Linked DNA regions of Pan troglodytes: region 1 is linked to region 2. Evidence: chromatin contacts called from public HiChIP or PLAC-seq data. All regions are on one chromosome and are shown on one strand. Each heading gives the region's core, a stretch centred on a gene start, on an enhancer-like site or on the middle of the called end of the contact. The rest is flanking DNA. Distances are from core to core; before and after follow the strand shown.

The links. HiChIP or PLAC-seq counts read pairs in DNA pulled down with a chosen protein or histone mark.
Region 1: a contact with region 2 is called in an H3K4me3 HiChIP or PLAC-seq map of stem cell-derived excitatory neurons, with 3 times the contacts expected there. The contact joins the promoter of PTPRA here to the promoter of EBF4 in region 2. A contact is called at or near these places in 1 of 7 Hi-C or Micro-C datasets (induced pluripotent stem cells) and 1 of 1 datasets of contacts at active chromatin or transcription factors (stem cell-derived excitatory neurons).

What each region holds. Positions count from the first base shown.
Region 1 is chr21:9,486,368-9,489,912 of NHGRI_mPanTro3-v2.0_pri, reverse strand. It overlaps PTPRA (protein tyrosine phosphatase receptor type A), which reads right to left and starts at 1,958. Exons shown (of 22, transcript XM_063803252.1): 1 at 1,662-1,958.
Region 2 is chr21:9,323,323-9,327,290 of NHGRI_mPanTro3-v2.0_pri, reverse strand. EBF4 (EBF family member 4) reads right to left here and starts at 1,979. Exons shown (of 17, transcript XM_054674381.2): 1 at 1,621-1,979; 2 at 994-1,115. The coding sequence starts at 1,929.

The sequences.
Region 1 (3,545 bases), core at 709-3,208, 160 kb before region 2:
CCTTACAATGCACGGTATCAGCCAGGTCACTTTGAGCAGGCAGAGGTGAAAAGAGACTGAAGGGCTTTTAGTCTTTCAGAGACAGTTTTTTGGAGGCCAGTGGGATATGGGACCTACCAGTTCCCACCTGCTGACTGCTTATGGGGGCTGGGTGGGATGGACATGGGGAAGCGGGGAATCAGAAATACTAACAGTCCTGGGCATGTACTCCAAGCAGGCCTTCAAAACACGAAAAAATCTCTTGGGAAGTGGATACCGGGAAATAAACAGAGCCTAGGCATAAGAGAGAAGAGATTGGAAAGAATCTACAAGACAACTTGGAGGAATTCTCCCACCATGGGAGATAGAAAGGTGGGCAAGACACAGCTCCTGCCCGCAAGAAGCTTCTCAAATGAGAAGAACTTTAAAAGAAAAAGTGGAGCTTGGCAGGTAAAGGTGGGGAAGAAAGAGGATCACATAAAACAAAAACATCCCAACATGTGAGCGGGCAGTCAAGCAGCTCTGAATACTAGCCAGCAAGCGGGATGAGGGGAAGGAGAATTGGAGGATCAGATTAGGCTAAAAGTAAAGGAGTAAATTGAGGCAAGATTGTCAAGGGCTTTGTATGACCTGATAAGGCATTTTAGGCTTCATTCATCCCATGGGAAAAAGAAAAGCGAGGGAGTTTTTAAGTAAACAAGTGACAGCATCAGATCTGTTTCTGAAAGGAGTGGCCAGGCAGGAAGATGTTCGCCCTTTCCTAGTCAGTCCTCCTCTCGCCCACCATCTTCTGTTTCTCAGGCTGCCTGCACAGCTAGCAGGTGGCAAACGAAGCCATCTCCAGGGTGATGTGACTGGTTCTAGAGCCGGAATCCCTCTCCTGAGCAAAGGCTTCTGATGGCGTTCACCCTGCAGAGGGTGGATTTGCACATTCTTCTTTTCCTGTCTTACAAATATCATCAGTGATCTCAAAAATAAAAACGAAACCCTCAAGACAGGACTCTGCTCTGCTATTTTTTTTTAATCTTCAGGAGATATAATTAGTAACTAATTTTTTCAAAAAATTTTTTTTATTTACCGAAAGTAAAAAGGGAGGGGACCTGCGTTCTCAATTGGCCTATTCTGAATTCTGGGCAGCTCTCAGCCCTTATTTCCCTTCTTAAACAGCCTCAACAGTTGGGAGAGGGCGGCAAGGAGAGGGGCCTGGGAGACGGGCCGGGGCACCGAGGGAGGTGGACTTGAAGGGAAAGAAAAGTTGGTCACTGCAAAAGCAAATTTTCTCATGCCAAGAGTTTTCCTCTTTCCTCCCATTAAATGGACCTGAGCAAATTCTGTTCTCGCCGTTCTAAGTTTCTTCTCTGAGAATGAACTCTGGCAGTGCCCTGGCCTGGTCCCAGAAGGACGCATGCAAAGTTCCTGGGCAGTCGCGAGGGGTCGGCACTCGGGCCGGCACGTTTCCGGGGACCCCCTCCCCGCGACGGACCCGCAAGGATGCACAATCAAACTGCAGGCGCCCGCAGGCTTCTACCCGGAAAAGATGGCTTAGGGCTTAGGGCTTAGGGCTTCGGGCTTCGGGCTCCGGGCTCCGGGCTCCGGGCTGTGGCCCGGGACCCCTCCCACCGCCCCCGGGAGCCGCTCCCCCTTCCGGAGCCCACCCGGGCGCTGCGGCCGCGAACACTCACAGAGTCGGGCGTTGGGCGGGACCGCTGGGGACGAGGACAGCGGCTCCGCCTCGGCTCCGCGGCGGCGTTTCGGGCCGCCACTAGCCCTCAGGGCCGCCGCCCGGCCCGCGGCTCCGAGCCCCGCGGCGGCGGCGGCGGCCTCGCCTCCATAGCGAGGGGAAGCGGCTGAGGGGCGACTGGGCGGGCGACAGTGATGGCGGCAGCGGCCGGGGTCCGAGCGCGATCGCGCGCGCGCGCGTCTCTGTCAGCGCCGCACTCGCCGCAGCCTCGCTCCCGACCCGGCCTTGGCTGTAAGGCGCGTGTTCATTGGCTGTTCAGAGACAGGCGCTGGTTGGCCGACAGCGAACGGGCGTCTCCGGCCCGCGCGGGCCCCGCCCTTGCGCTCCGCTGGGCGCTCACTTGCCGGCTGGGGCGCCGAACCCGGTCGCACGGTCTCCTCGTAGCTCCATAGGGGTTCGCCCCGGGGCTGCCCAGTCCTTCGGGAAGCTGGACCCCGGAAGGACCGGCTGCGAGTGCACCAGTGCCTTCAGCCATTCTACAGTCACAGGCCTCATGACTTGGGCCTTCTTCCCAGTTTACAGATCAGGAAACCGAGGCCAGGCACAAACTACACCAATGTCTAGCCACCAGGGCGGCCTGAAACTCGAGAGCCATCTTCCTAACCCTCTCCAAACGTGATACTGTGGGTCTTTTTTTCCCTCCCCTAATTGCTGCAAAGAACGACGGATCTCACTGGGGAGGGAGAGGAACCTGCCAAGTCCCTAGAACGGGTCTGGCTCCGTGGGTGTCGTCTTACATCAAATCAGCCCACGCCGTCCCCACCCGAGCTCCAGGGTAATCTCCCCCGCTTTCCAGATGCGCATGCTGGGGCCCCGCTCGCCACCGAGCTGAGTAGAAGCACAACACATGGTGCTCTGCGATGGGGGTGCCTTTTGCGATACGCCTGGCGGGGGAGGGGAAGCTCAAAACGCAGAGAGGAGCCAGAGTGCGCCCTCCCCCGGCCGGGGTTGGGGCGCGTAGCCCCTTCCCGGCGCTCCCGGCACGGCGTCTGGTGCGTGACACCCGCGAAGCAATCGCTCAGTCCATCCAGTGGCAGCAGGTTCCTACACGGATCCCCGCGGGTGCTGCAGGACCTGAGCGTCTGCGGCTGAAAGCCGATTACGCAGTCGTGATAGGTGGTGGCAAATGCGACATTTCGCCGGGTTGTGATCCCCAGTAGGGACCCCTGGACATTCCGAGACCCGCGCAGGGCGAGCGGCTGGGCGTCTGCAGGCAAAAGACAGATTGCACAGTAGCGCACAAACCGAGCTTGCGGGTAGGGGACGCTTTATCCCAGACCCAGAGTCTGCGGTTCCCGGGGTAGGTGGCGGCGAGTCTCTCCTCCAGACCGGGCAAACCCTGAGTCCCCCTCACGCACCCCAGGCCGGAAGGAGTCCCACATTCGGGGCGCCCCCGGGGAAGGGTTGTGACCGGCGGCAACTCTTCATGGCAGGGAACACTGCGGCGCAAAAGGGGCTCACATCAGCAGCCCCTACCATCTCCAGTCCTACAATCTCCGGTCCCCACCACTGCCTTCTGTTGGGGCGCCAGTTTAGGACTCTGTGCCCCACTCCTCCGTATTGTGGAATAAGTTAGTCCATGCTAACCAGAGCCAGGGCCTGGGAATATGGGTGGGGCGGGCCTCAGGCCGTCCCCTCCCCATCAGGGAAGTCTCTCCTTGAGTGGGAGTTGTGACTCTCTCTCCCTCTCAGCAGGGCCTGCCTAGAGGTGTGGGTGAAATGGCCGAACCCGACACCTCTGACCAATAGACACTCCAGCCCAAAGGCCCAGAGTCCACACGCCTACTCTCCTAACGCTCAGACCCCAGTGAGGGTGGATCCTTCC
Region 2 (3,968 bases), core at 730-3,229:
AGGCGTCCTGCGGAGTGTGAATGTGGGCTCCTGGGTCAGGCCCGGTCTGCATTAAGCCCCCCATTCAGAATCCCTTCGGGCTGCTGCAACAGCTCAGACTTCTGGGAAGCCCAGTGCCCACCCTGTCCCAGCTGTCAGCAGAGCTGGCACCTCCCTAATTCTAACCACAGTGACTCCCCATAGGATACCTAAATGCCTCCCTCCATGGTCACAGCTGAAGGTGCAAAAAGCCAGGGGGTGCAGGGGCTTTAGGGGCAGGTCAATAAACTTTTAAAGTTCGCTTTTAAATCCTGGAGTCAATCCCCTACTGAGATTCCCAGACCCCTGCAAAGGAGTCAGAAGAGACCGGCGCGGGTGCTGGGTTCCCAGGGACTCTCTGCCTTCCAAAGGACCTACCAGAAAAACACCCGAGGGAAAGGCAGGGGCCCTGCCCAGTTCCCAGGCCAATCAGTCCAGCCAGGCCGACTGCCCACCTCATCTCTTCGCCACTGTCCAGCCCCCAGCCGCTTCTCTGGCTCTGCACACCCCCATCCTCCAACTCTGAGGGGCGTGGGAAAGGAAAAAGGGGGCTGGGTTTCGTGCCTTTCCTGACAGAGAGCTGCGGAATTGGACAAGGAGAGTCACTGGGACTGCCCAGGAAGGAGGGGCTGGACGTTCCTAGACGGCCGGTGGCTGTGGGTCATGGCTCGGAGCTCTGCCTCTTCTCTCAGAGCCATAGACAGCCCGGCTGGGGTGGCGTTCACCGCCGCACCCGCGAGCGGCCGTCAGAAATCTACCGGGGCAGCCCGGAGTGGAGGCAGAAGCCCCGCCCCAGCCCGCCCCACAACCTCAGGAGGCAGCACAGGCACTCCGGACGGGGTGGGCGGGGGAGCTCGCCGGGACCGTCCAGAGTTAGGGCTCCTTCCGCCCCTGGCTCCAGCAGCTCCAGCAAGCTGAGCTGAGGCGGCGCGGAGCCGTCCAACACGAGCGCACCGGGTCCGGTCGAGCGCTTACCTCTGCGCCGCGGTGCTGGCGTCCAGGATGCCCGCGCCCTGCATCCAGGAGCGCACTGAGCCCAGGCCGGCGGGCAGCAGCGGCTCCTCCTTCAGGTTCAGCCCGCTGCGGGGCAGAGCGTCCTGCGCAGGGAACATGAGGGCGCGCGGTGAGTGAGCGCCCCCGCCGCCCCGGATCCGGTCCCGCTGAGGCTGCGGGCGTCTAGCTCAGCCCGACCCGACGGCACCAGGCGCCTCCAGCAGCGCAGCGCCGAGTCCGGGTGGCTCAGTGCGCGCTCGCCTCTTGGGCGCTCCCTCGGAGAAAGCGGGTCCGCGGGCGCCGGCGCTGTCCCCTCCCCTCCTGGGGCGCTGGGCGGGGAGATGGAGGGATTCCCCCGCGGCCTGAGCGCTGGCGGGCAGACTGCGAGCGGGGCGGGGAGGGCGGGGAGCGGAGCCCGCACCCGGTCCGCGCGGAGGCGCCCCAGAGGCGCGCTCTGGCGGCTGCCCGGGGCCGCGGTCGTCGGAGGGGGGGGCCCGAGCGCCCCGGGAGCTGCCTCGGGCAAGGCGGGGGCGCGGGGCTGCCCGCCCTTTCCCCCTCGGCGCCCCCACCTCCCGCCCGCCCGCGGCGCCAGCGCGGGGCGCTGATTACCATCCGGGAGGCGGAGGCTGCGGGCGCGGAGCTCGGCGGCGGCGGCGACAGTGGCGGCAGCGGCGGCAGGAGCAGCAGCAGCCGCGCGTCCCGGGGAAAGGCTGGGGCCGCGCCGGGCCAGCAGACGCCGCCGCCGCCAGCGCCCCGCGTGCCCCGGCGTCCCGGCCCTGCCGTAGCCCCGGGCGGCAGCACCTGGAGCAGCAGCAGCAGCAGCCCGGCCGACTCCCCCCGGGGCCCGGTTCCCGCGCCGCCCCGCCGCGGCCGCCGCCGCCCGCCGCTCCCCGGGGCCTGGCCTCGGGCCCGGGCCATCCCGCCGCCGCCGCCGCCGCCGCCGCTCCCGGGGGAGCGGTAGCCGAAGGGAGGGAGCGCAGGCGGGAGGAGGGATGTCGGGAGCGGGCGGGCCCAGGGGACGGGGGCCCGGGGGAGGCGGGGGCGGGGCGGCGCGGCCGGCCGAGGGGCGGCCGGGGACGTGACATCATCGGGGGAGGAGCGGCCGGGCCCGGGCCGCGGCGGCGGGGCGGACCCTGGCGAGTCGGTCGCCTGGGCTGGGGGCTGCGGCCTGGTCGCGGCCGCGGGAGGGAACGGAAGAGCCCGGCTGGGGCCACGGAAACCCGCGCAGGGAGGATCTGGGGCCGCGCGGCGAGGGAGCCCGGCCCGAGCGGGAGGTGCGCGCCCCGCTGCGCTCGGGAACCTCCGCGGCCTCCCCGTCGCCGCCGGACGAAGCCCCGGCGTCTTCGCGGCCTCATCTCCCTCCCCCGGCACCCGCCGTACTCTCCGCGCCCGACGCCTTGTGCCTGGACTTGCTGCTCATTTTGACGCCTCCGAGCTTTCGCTCTTGACGTTTTTCTCCCGCGTGACTGTACTTCCGCATTTCCCCGGCGACCCTGACCTCACTTTCACCCCAGCTAAGGACTGAAACGTCTCTGCCGTAGGCTGCGGCCCCAGACAAGCTGGGCGAGGTCCCTGCATCCAACCATCCCTATTCCTGATGCTGGGTTACCTAAGCCTAAAGCATTTTCAGTTTCCATCTGTGCCTTTCAGGAACCTCCTGATTTCTGATTGCAAGTTGGACAGGTAGGCTCAGAGCCCAGCTCACCTCCTGTTTCTCCCCAGCCGCGTCCCGTCTCAGATCCCATTCCTTTTTTTTATTAGTTCCTGGCACAGAAGTCGCCTGGCCCTTGACCGTGGGGCAGAGACATTTCTGCCCCTCTCCCCACGTTGTCCTGGCCAGGCTTTGAGCAAGCCCAGACTGAGTCCAGCACTTTCCTGCAGAACAGCATGGGAGCCACCTGCCCTGCCTGCCATGTTCACGCTCAGACACCCCTGCAATAACACCTTCCTGCTCCAACTCACTCCCATCCTCTTCTGGGGGGCCTCCAAGTGTGAGTTAGTGTTCTGTCGCACATTGGCCCAGATGAGGCGTCCTGGGGGCACTGCTGGTTCTCCTACCATCACAGAGGCCCTCTCGCATCCTTTCCTGGTCTCTTTACCACCCCTTCTCTCTATGCCTCTCCCCATCACCCACAGGGGGCTGCCATTCCCACCGGGACTCCTTCAGGTCTCAGCTTTTACCCTAGGTGGGATTATCAAACATGGGTCTCTCCTTAAGACAATTCTTAAGCCAGTCTCTTTCTCCATCTCCTGATCTGCCTCTCTAAATCTTGCTTCTCACAGTGTGGTCCCCGGACCAGCAGCATTGACATCACCTGGGAGCTGGTGAGGAATGCAGACTCTTAGGCCCTGCCAGGACCTGCTGAATCAGAACCTGCGATTTCCCAAGACCTGTACACACATTACATGTGAGAAGCCCCCCAGAGCTGTTCCACACTTGCTCCACTCCTCTCCCCAACATTCAGACCCACCTCTGGCTCTCTCATTTCCAGCAGACACCCTTCCTCTTACCCAGTGGAGAGGACTCAGGGAATCTTGGCAGAACCCTGCTGGCACCATCAGCGGCGTATGCTCCTCCTCGTTTCTGTCTTTTCACCTGTTCTCTTCTCTCGGTCTTCCACTGTGGAGATGGATGTGGAACCTTTTTGCTTAGTCCTGTCTTCTGCCTTTCCTGAGGTTACCCCACCGATCTCCTGTTTGTGTCTCAATATGTTCTTTTCTCTGCTCAGATCTCCCCATTCTTAAAAGAACTGTTCCCTCCTCCTCGCCTCCTTCTTCAATTTCTGCCCCTCCTGTGTCTGAGACCGTTCACAGGAACGCTCTGCCAAGGATGCCTGACTGGCCCCCAGCAAGCCACTCCTGGGGCCCTTGTGGGCTGGCTCCCTTCCAGCCCTGCCTTCCTGCTTCTGCTCTCAGACTCCGTGGTCTCTCTTGGGCTTCAGGCCCTGGGACCTCCT